Regions from separate parts of the Zea mays genome. Here region 1 is linked to region 2. Evidence: chromatin contacts called from public Hi-C data. All regions are on one chromosome and are shown on one strand. The core of a region is the stretch at or near the end of the contact, and the rest is flanking DNA. Distances in the headings are between cores, read along the strand shown. Region 1 overlaps LOC100279559 (BTB/POZ domain-containing protein POB1). Region 2 holds the start of LOC103654712.

Evidence for each region. Hi-C and Micro-C count contacts between places; a contact is called where the count stands out from the background.
Region 1: a Hi-C map of leaf shows a contact between it and region 2, with 8 times the contacts expected there. The contact joins the enhancer-like site here to the promoter of LOC103654712 in region 2. A contact is called at or near these places in 12 of 25 Hi-C or Micro-C datasets (bundle sheath, ear, endosperm and 5 more) and 1 of 3 datasets of contacts at active chromatin or transcription factors (leaf).

Annotation. Positions count from the first base shown.
Region 1 is chr4:230,213,432-230,217,632 of Zm-B73-REFERENCE-NAM-5.0, forward strand. It overlaps LOC100279559 (BTB/POZ domain-containing protein POB1), which reads right to left. Exons shown (of 6, transcript NM_001152556.1): 4 at 4,083-4,146; 5 at 3,459-3,738; 6 at 2,311-3,252. The coding sequence ends at 2,442. Among protein-coding and RNA genes, the nearest start is that of LOC100279559, 16 kb to the right of the region's middle. Within about 2 kb of position 2,045, at least 20 of the 20 cell types and tissues checked have an H3K27ac peak or open chromatin away from gene starts, as enhancers often do. A contact at or near this core is called in bundle sheath, ear, endosperm and 4 more, where this site is marked.
Region 2 is chr4:230,076,833-230,081,174 of Zm-B73-REFERENCE-NAM-5.0, forward strand. It overlaps LOC103654712, which reads right to left and starts at 1,997. Exons shown (of 2, transcript XM_008681549.3): 1 at 742-1,997. The coding sequence starts at 1,646.

The sequences.
Region 1 (4,201 bases), core at 795-3,294, 140 kb after region 2:
AGGCCACTAGTTCTTCAGTTTTGGTGCTTAATGCCAAAGGGGGAGAAGTTAAGGCCAAAGCAACTGGATCAACTAACACTTGTGAATTTTCAAAAATTTAACTGTTAGTATACTTGGTTTTTTATCAAAACCCTCTTATTGCAAAAACTACTCTCTTGTAGGGGGGATTTGATTATGGAGAAAGGGGGAGTTTCTGGCTTTTTGATCAAAACTAGTATTGAAAGATATATTAATTTGCCAAAACAAAGTGTTTTTGACATAGAAATAGGAAAATGAATTTGCTTTGTGAAAACAAACCAAGTGGTGGCAAAAATGATCCAAATATGCCAAATCCTATGATAATTTAATTGGTTTTAAGTTTGACATCAATTTGTACTTTTTAGCTCGCATTTTGGATATGTTAGTGCATTTTGAGTTGCTTTGATGTGTTGGCATGAATCACCAAAAAGGGGGAGATTGAAAGGGAAATGTGTCCTTGGGCCATTTCTATATTGTTTTGGTGATTAGATGATCAACACATTTTGTTTAGACTAACATCATCTAATGTGAGAAATGAGCATAGGTACTTAAAAGCAAATTGAGCTTGGGAGAAGGCAAAATACAAATCTATATGGGACAAAGTGAAAAAGGTAAGCTCTGGACACTTAGTCAATTGTTTTGGTTACTAATCATATTTGTCTAAGTGCTAGAGACTTTATGAAGTCAAGCCAAAAGGAGTAAAAGAGAATAAGATTGAAAAAGAAGAAAGTGGGTTAGGATGCATTGCACCGGACGGTCTGGTGCCACCCACCGGACGGTCCGGTGGACAGTCCGGTGCATGGTCTGTCGTACTGCTTGCTCTCGAGAATTTCAGCATGCGTCGGCTATAATTCACCGGACTGTCCACGTGGAGCGCCTCGGACCAACGGTCACATGGTGCACCGGACGGTCTGGTGCCCCCAGAAGCAGAAAGTAGCCAATCAAGGGATTCTTTGTTGTTGCACTGTTCACTGTCCGGTGTGCACTGGACAGTCCGGTGCACCCGCGGACAGAAGGCAACCAGAGTCTTCCAAATTGAGCTTCATCGGCTCCTAGGTCCCTTGGGGCTACAAAAGAGACGCCTAGGCGCATGAAGCTCTATACCAAGCATCCATTGAACATTCTACAACATCGAGACAGTGCGATCACGCTTTTGGTTTGATAGTTTGAGATTTGAGCAAGTTTGAGCTGTAATTTCGATGTGTTGTCTCTTGTGGTCCTCTCTCAACGTGTGTGCGTATGTTGCTTTGATTTTGTCTCTTGTGTGCGTTTTTACTCCCCCTTACTCTTGTGGTTTATTTGAGATCAACTCTGTAAGGCGTGAGAGACTCTAAATTGTGAAGATTCCTCACAACAGGAAAAGCTTGTGATAAGAAAGAGATCCGTTGTGCTCAAGTTGATCATTGGATCACTTGAGAGTGGTTGAGTACAACCTTTGTCCATTGGGACGCCACAACATGGAGTAGGCGAGTATTTTACGCTGGACCGAACCACGGGCTAAAATCGATGTGTCGCTTGTCTAAGTTACTTTACGTTATTGTGATTCTACTCTTTCTAGCACTTCACTTACAATATTGCTCTAGGTTTAATACTCACCTTGTGAGAATAATTAAGTGAAGAAGTTCTCTCGTCTCATCCTCTTCATTTAGACTTGGTTTTTTATCTCACTAATTCAATATCAGACCAAGTTTGTTTTGTTGAACTATTTTTTACAGATCACCTATTCCCCTCTCTAGGTGGTCAAATGTGGCAAAAAAAAAGGTCAAATGGATTATAATTTAGAACGGTGGGAGTAGTATATGTTATGGTGATCTTGCTGGGTGAAGGAACTGATATGATATCGTAACTTCACGACCTGCAATAGTGAATTTAATTTTCTAAAGAAAATGTTGATGCGGGTGCCGACGCTGGTTGCACCGACAGCCGGGAAGAAAGCGAGCGGTGGCAGCCTGGGTAGGGGAGGATCCGCCGGCAGGACAGGGACGTTGGCAGTGGCCGCACACCCGCGCCCTGCCTCAACTCCAGTGGCACCTCGCTGTTGCGATGCGTCGCGGGCCTATTGCAACGTCGGCCGGGCTGGGCTGGACGGCGACCCCCTAGCTAGCGCGGCGACCGGCAATGCAGCTTTCTCCACGTGTGATTGTGAGCAGCATGTGTCTGGCACGTCTTGCGCTGTCGGTTCGATTCTCGTATCCGCGTCCGTGCTGGCGTGCACACCCTACGCATCTCATCAACTTGTATTTGTATATACTAGGAATAAATAAGCCATTATACACCCTGCGCCGTTACGGAGGCAAACAAGCTCATTGGCAGTGAGATACCGGCAAATCTGGAAACTTGCAGCGAACTGGAACTCGTGAGGTTTCCCATCCGATATCTTTTTCATCTGTCGTAACAACTACCACTATACAGAGACCATTGCTCTAGGGTTGCTTTATCGTAAGCTCGGCTCTCAGATGCAGCATCCCATCCACGAAGAAGAGGCTGTCATCGGCCAAGAACTTCTGCCATGGGATTGCAAAGAGATTCCTGTATCCAACAGCCTTTCCACCGGTGAATGTGTAGTTACCCTTGTACTTGCTCACAAACTCGCCGGATGGTCTCGTCCTTGCAGCGAACTCGTAGTCCACTGTCACACTCGTGGAGCCCTTCTCTTGCATCCCCAGGAAGAGCCCGAAGCAGTAGAACGCGCTTTGCTGCTCCATGTTACAGTGAGCCGAGAGGAAGAAACCCTGCCCTGCAAGGTGGAACGCTTGCGAGTATATCCGCCCTGCAGGAAAGAGTCGAGAGCACTCGTCGCGCTTGAGATCCAAGTATGCTATGCACTGTGGGTAGGGCCGATCAAACTCAACAACTTTGAGTGGTCTGTACTTGTAAGCCCGCTCGGCGAATTTCCGGCAGGTTATTGCGTCCGCTGCAAGAGCTCGTTGCCGGTGTGGTGCATCAGCTTTGAACAGAAGAGCCTCGGTGACACACTTGGTTGCTTGCTCGTGGTCTATATCTGTGCAGGCTAGGACCTTCCGCAGCTTCCTACACGTCATATGACTGAATCGCACAAGAGGGAGCAGCCGAGAACTAAGGACCTCACGTCTCTCTTCTGATTTCGGGTATTGTGCACGGGCCCATCTGAGTAAGAAGTCATAGATGGTATCTTCAGATGCCACCTGGAGGTCATTACTTGACAAGATGGCTTCGATTCCAGCACGAGGGATGTTCATCACTTCATCTTGGAACCTGAAATGAGAGAGAGAGAGAAAAAACCACCTTCAGTATGTTCACAATGATCTTGTCAGGACAATGTTGGGCTAAACTTTCCGTAAGTAAAAATAGGTCCCCATCCCAATGTACTACCTCCATCTTTTTTATATTTGACGCCAAACAGTACAAAAATAAACTACAAAACGTCAAATAAAAAAATATGGAGGGAGTATATCACTCACTTAATCAAATCCTTGTACTTTACAGCGAGAAAATCCTTAGCTGCATCTGTCAGAGGTTGAACTGCAGCTGCCATTGAAACTGAGCAAGGGAGATCTAGGTAGAGAAGTGCAGATTCTGTGGTCATCTGCAAGCTTGTGAGCAACTGGCTGCAGTACCTCATGCATGAAACAACCTCAAATTTGTCGGCAGCCATCAAGATATCCAGAAGAAGAGTGGGCTCAGTAGTTGTCAACTTTCCACTATACATAAAGCTTAAAAGCTCCATGAGGGCAATTTCCTCTGTTCCAAGAGAATTAAGAAAAATAAAGGATGACGCACAAAGCAAAGATCCACTAGAGAACGGTATTTTTTTTTTTGTGCCTGTGTTTATGGCAACTGTTTCACATATACAAATGACTAAAGCTGTACGTAAAAGGCTAGACAAAAATATCCATTTAGTAGGTAAAGTAACGAGGGAAGAAGAGTAGGAAATTTCATTATCAAAGAAAAAAAAGGTACAACTTTGGAAACATTAAAGATTCTTTGCATATATAATCATAACAGTTAATTTAAAAAAGAAAAAATATTAGGAAATAAATACAAAAGAACCAGGATAATCTAGTTTCCCAAAATTGTCACATTACCTGAGTCAGTAATTCTAAGGGTTGCATGTCTCTGGTCCGATTCTTTCATGCCGTTTGAGAAAAGCTAAGTAAAACACATTAAGCTTATCAGAGATCAGCATTGACTGGAGTAGAACAAC
Region 2 (4,342 bases), core at 747-3,246:
CACGGTCTAATCCACTCTAATCCATGTGAGGTCCTGTTTTGCTACACTCATCCACCTTAATCCATATATGAGGTATTGGAGTGTACAACTAGTTAATTTTTCACCCTGATACCTTCCACCCTATGTGGATTACTACAAGCCCTTGTGTGGGAGGGCCACCAGACTTTCGTGCATAAGCAGATAAACACACTAATTCGTTCCATGTTTTCTAGCTCATATATGATGAATTGGCGGTACAATAAAGCCCTGTGCCATCTCCTACACTGAGACAAACTATCGCACTTCTATTTGGCATCCTTTTGCGGTGGTTTCATAAGGCCAGTTGGTTCTCAAGGAATTTATAAACAGTTGTATGCATTTCAACATGTCCACGAATCCACGGTGTAGATGGCATCTATCTGTTTAGTAGAAGTAGAAAATCCACGGTGGCTTCGTTCTGGCCCTGTCCGGGCCTGTGGCATCTCCTGGGCTGCGGTGGTGTGGTGCCACGAATTGTCTCTTTATCATCGACGTATAGATGGATGGGCAGGACAACAACATGTGAAGATGCATACGTACAATTGGAAAATGCATGTAATAGTATGCTGCCTCAAATTTGCAAGAATTTCGTAGCGCAACAATTGCGCGCCACTCACTTTCAGTTGAGGGGTTTGCAAGAATTTTGGTCCAAATTCAAATGCTCCAGAAAAGGAAGATGCAGGAGAAGGGAGGGGCGGGGGTCACTGAATGAACACAACTCACCATCTTACTCTGAACAGGAGCACCTGGCACTTGGTCATGGGCCCCACCACGGCCCCATCGGACGACCCCACAGCGCGCGGCGCCATCACGCCGTCATCGCACAGCAGCCTGAGCGGCACCATCCCCGTGCGCAGCGCCCCGACGCGGACGCCGACGTGGGCGTCCACGACCACCCTGAACCCCTGCCGCCGCCGCCGGTACCTGTCGCGCACGCGCGCCGCGACGGCGTCGTCGAGCACGACGCCCCTGGCGGTGGCCACGAACGCGACGGCGGCGACGCGGCGCGGCGCGTGGGCAAAGCCCCGCACGGGGGCCCACCCGAGCGCGACGTCGCCGTCGGGGTCGGCCAGCGCGACGCGGCCCTCGCCGTCGCCGTACCGGAACTCGACCCGCTCGTTGGGGTTCCACGACACGACGCGGGCGCCGACGGTGGCGTCCACGGTGGAGGCGTTGCTGCCGAGGCGGAGGCGCACGGGGGCCAGCGGCTGCAGGTGGAACGACGGCGCGCGCGGCCGGTAGTAGAGGTAGGCCAGGCAGGCGGCGGCCAGCGCCAGGCAGAGCGCGAGCAGCGCGAGGCCCGTGGCCAGGCAGCACGCGCGGCGGCACGAGCACCCGCGGCCGCGGCGGTGCGGGTGCGGCTGCTGCTGGCGGTACGCCCGCGGCTTCCGGGCACCGCCCGGGGGCGCCGGGTGCTGCTGCTGCTGCTGCTGGCGGTACTGGTGCGCCGGCGGCGGCTTGAGCGGGAGCACCTGCGGCGGCGCGAGCGTGGGCTTCTTGAAGGGCGACGCGGCCGGCCTGCTGCCGGGGGCCGGCGTCGTCGTTGTCGGCCTTGCCGCCGACGCCGCCTTAGGCCTCGGCTTGGACGGCAGGGGAGGCTTGGCCGACAGAGGCGGCTTCTCGGCCATGGCGCGCGCACGGTTCTTGGGCTTGGTGCGCGTGTGGTGATCGTAGTACCTATGTGCAGGTGCAGGGCGCAGAGAGGTGGGAGTGAAGTGATGGTTTGGTGCCTAGTTGCTGACTGATTAGCTGCTGCTGCAACTACTTGTAGTGGCAAACTGGCAATGGAATGCCTGGTGCTTGCTCATAAAAAAAAAAGATAGCTTGGGGAATTGGTGATGGCCGCTCGAGGACTCTTCTACTCTGCTCTACTGTGTCCAGTCAGTGTGGTGCTGCACTGGTGGTGTGGTACGCCGTACGCGTAGCTGGGCAGCTGGCCATAATGGGGAGCGTCCGTGCGCGTCGGTGTACCAGTGGGGTCCGGTGGCAGTGTGATAATGCTGTTAGCTTAGGATCAAAGTCAGCTGTTCGGAAGCGGTTCGGATTGATACAGCTACAATTTATAAAAACAAAATACAAAATATTGTATAAATAGTAGAAGTCGATACGGATTAAAACCAAACAACAGACTGAGACACAATACACTATTTGGGGATCCTATTTCTCGCACAATGGCTGCTGAGCTGGAAGGGAGTCTCCCAAAACTCCTAGTAATGGCAGGTATCATGTCCACACTATTAGACTATCTCCAACATGTAGTGTAAAATAGGGAACAATAAACTGTAGTTGACACTTTTTACAGAGGGTGTGATTGGTTCGCGTGCTCGCTAGGGTCAGGCGTGTGCCAGTCTGGGTGGGTGGCACACGCAGGGAGCCAGTCACACCGACGCGTGCATGCCATCTTCTACACACGCAGGGAGCCAGTCACGTGCTCGAGTGTTGTCAATGCACGCAGCAGGCATGGCCGTGGCTAGCACGACAACCAATCACACCCAGAGTGTACATTGAAATAGATAATGAGATATAAGATGTATAGAGGATCTGCTGAATATAGCCTTAGGCAACATTTTTTTATTTATTACATAATCTGTTAGATGCTCTAAAGAAGAGTGCAGTATGTATTTGAGACGAGGCTCTACGGGTATATTCTAACGTCGAGTCCGTGTGGGTGGGTGAGAGTAGACCTAATCATGGGCCAGCTGACCCGACTCGCCTAAAACAAACTCAGTCTAACCCAACCTGACCAATGTCGCGGACCGTCCGGACCGCGGACAGTCGGCTGTCTAAAAGTGTGCTCAGCGGGTCAGGTCAAGTGTAGATCCATGGATGAAATTTGACAACGAGTGAATGTAAAAACCATAGCCACCCACACACGTGGTTGTAACTGCCATCCCTAATAGATCCCAGCTAACCAACACAGGGAACGAGCTCACGAGCAGCAGAGATTGAGATGGATGCATGGATGTCGGTGATCAACTCATCAACATACAGGCCGCGGAAAGAAAAAACCAGAGATCGAGAAAACCCAATTGAAATGAAAAAGGTCGATCGATGAACCGACGTGGGGCATCGCACCGTGCTGGGTATCCATCGTTGGACGCGGCGTCCTTCTCGCCGCTGGGCCACACACCGCACGTCCATGCATCATCATCGTTTTCGTGGCTACGCGTTGGCGCCCACTTCGACCCAGGCCATGCATTATATCATATATAATTCCCCAACGGTCACACACGACAGACTAAAAACCAAACTATATATATATGTCACACAAGAGACTAAAAATAATTTAAATTTATGTCATCGAGAATATATTAGTCCTTGTAGGGAAAGGGACAAAACTTGGTCATGCATGCATAGCAAACCTTTGGACACTTTTTCCCCTGGATTCCGGCTCCTGTTTCTGATCACCACTTCCTCTGACGGACGCTGCTGCAGATCAGCAGAGATGCCTTTGCTTTGCTTGCAGCCGTGGCATTCTTCGGATTCAATCCTCTCCAGGCCGGATGGGACGACATATATCTGTCCCAAAATATAAAATATAATTCGTTTTAAACTAAACCCATTGACATAGCTTCACAAATCTATAGCTAAACACTCACAACTTCACTAAACTTGTATAAAGAATACAATGTATATCATACTCTCTCCCCGCTCCATTGCATCTTCATTACATAACATAACGTATGCAGTTTTCATAACTATGTTTATATACGTAATAAAATCAATATATCTAGAAAAGTGTATGGGTATGTTTTAAAATTTAGAAGAAAGCGAGCACTAAATAACAGTAAAGTGTTTCCATGTATATTAGTGAAGGCTAAGGATGGTTCGAACAAAACTATCTTTTTTTTTATTTGGTTATCCACAACCATTCATTTTCGTTGTGAAATTGCTCATCTAGCTAGCCTTTCTATTCTAACAATTTTCAATTGAAGGCACCTTCTCTTATGGACCGGGAGCCAACGGTTCACAAAACTCGCCGACACCATAAAAGACCCTATAAGCTAGCACCTCTTATAGATTTACACTGTTATCTAAAATATAGTTAAAATAATGTGTCTAGAAGAACCAAAATATTTTATGATCACAATAATTCCACGATAAATGCTGTGGGCCTATAATAAAGTTGGACCGATGAACCTCTAAGCGTGCATGCATGCCTCTTCAAAGATGCTTTCAACACTGTCACGTTTCGAATTTCGCTCGCTCGCTCGCTTTGCCATTTGTTTCCTTAGCCAACCCAATCAAGTGTGTGCCGTACGCGCGCGTCTAGTCTAGCGTATATATTAAACAAAATTTTTATGGGTGGGTGGGTACACTGTTG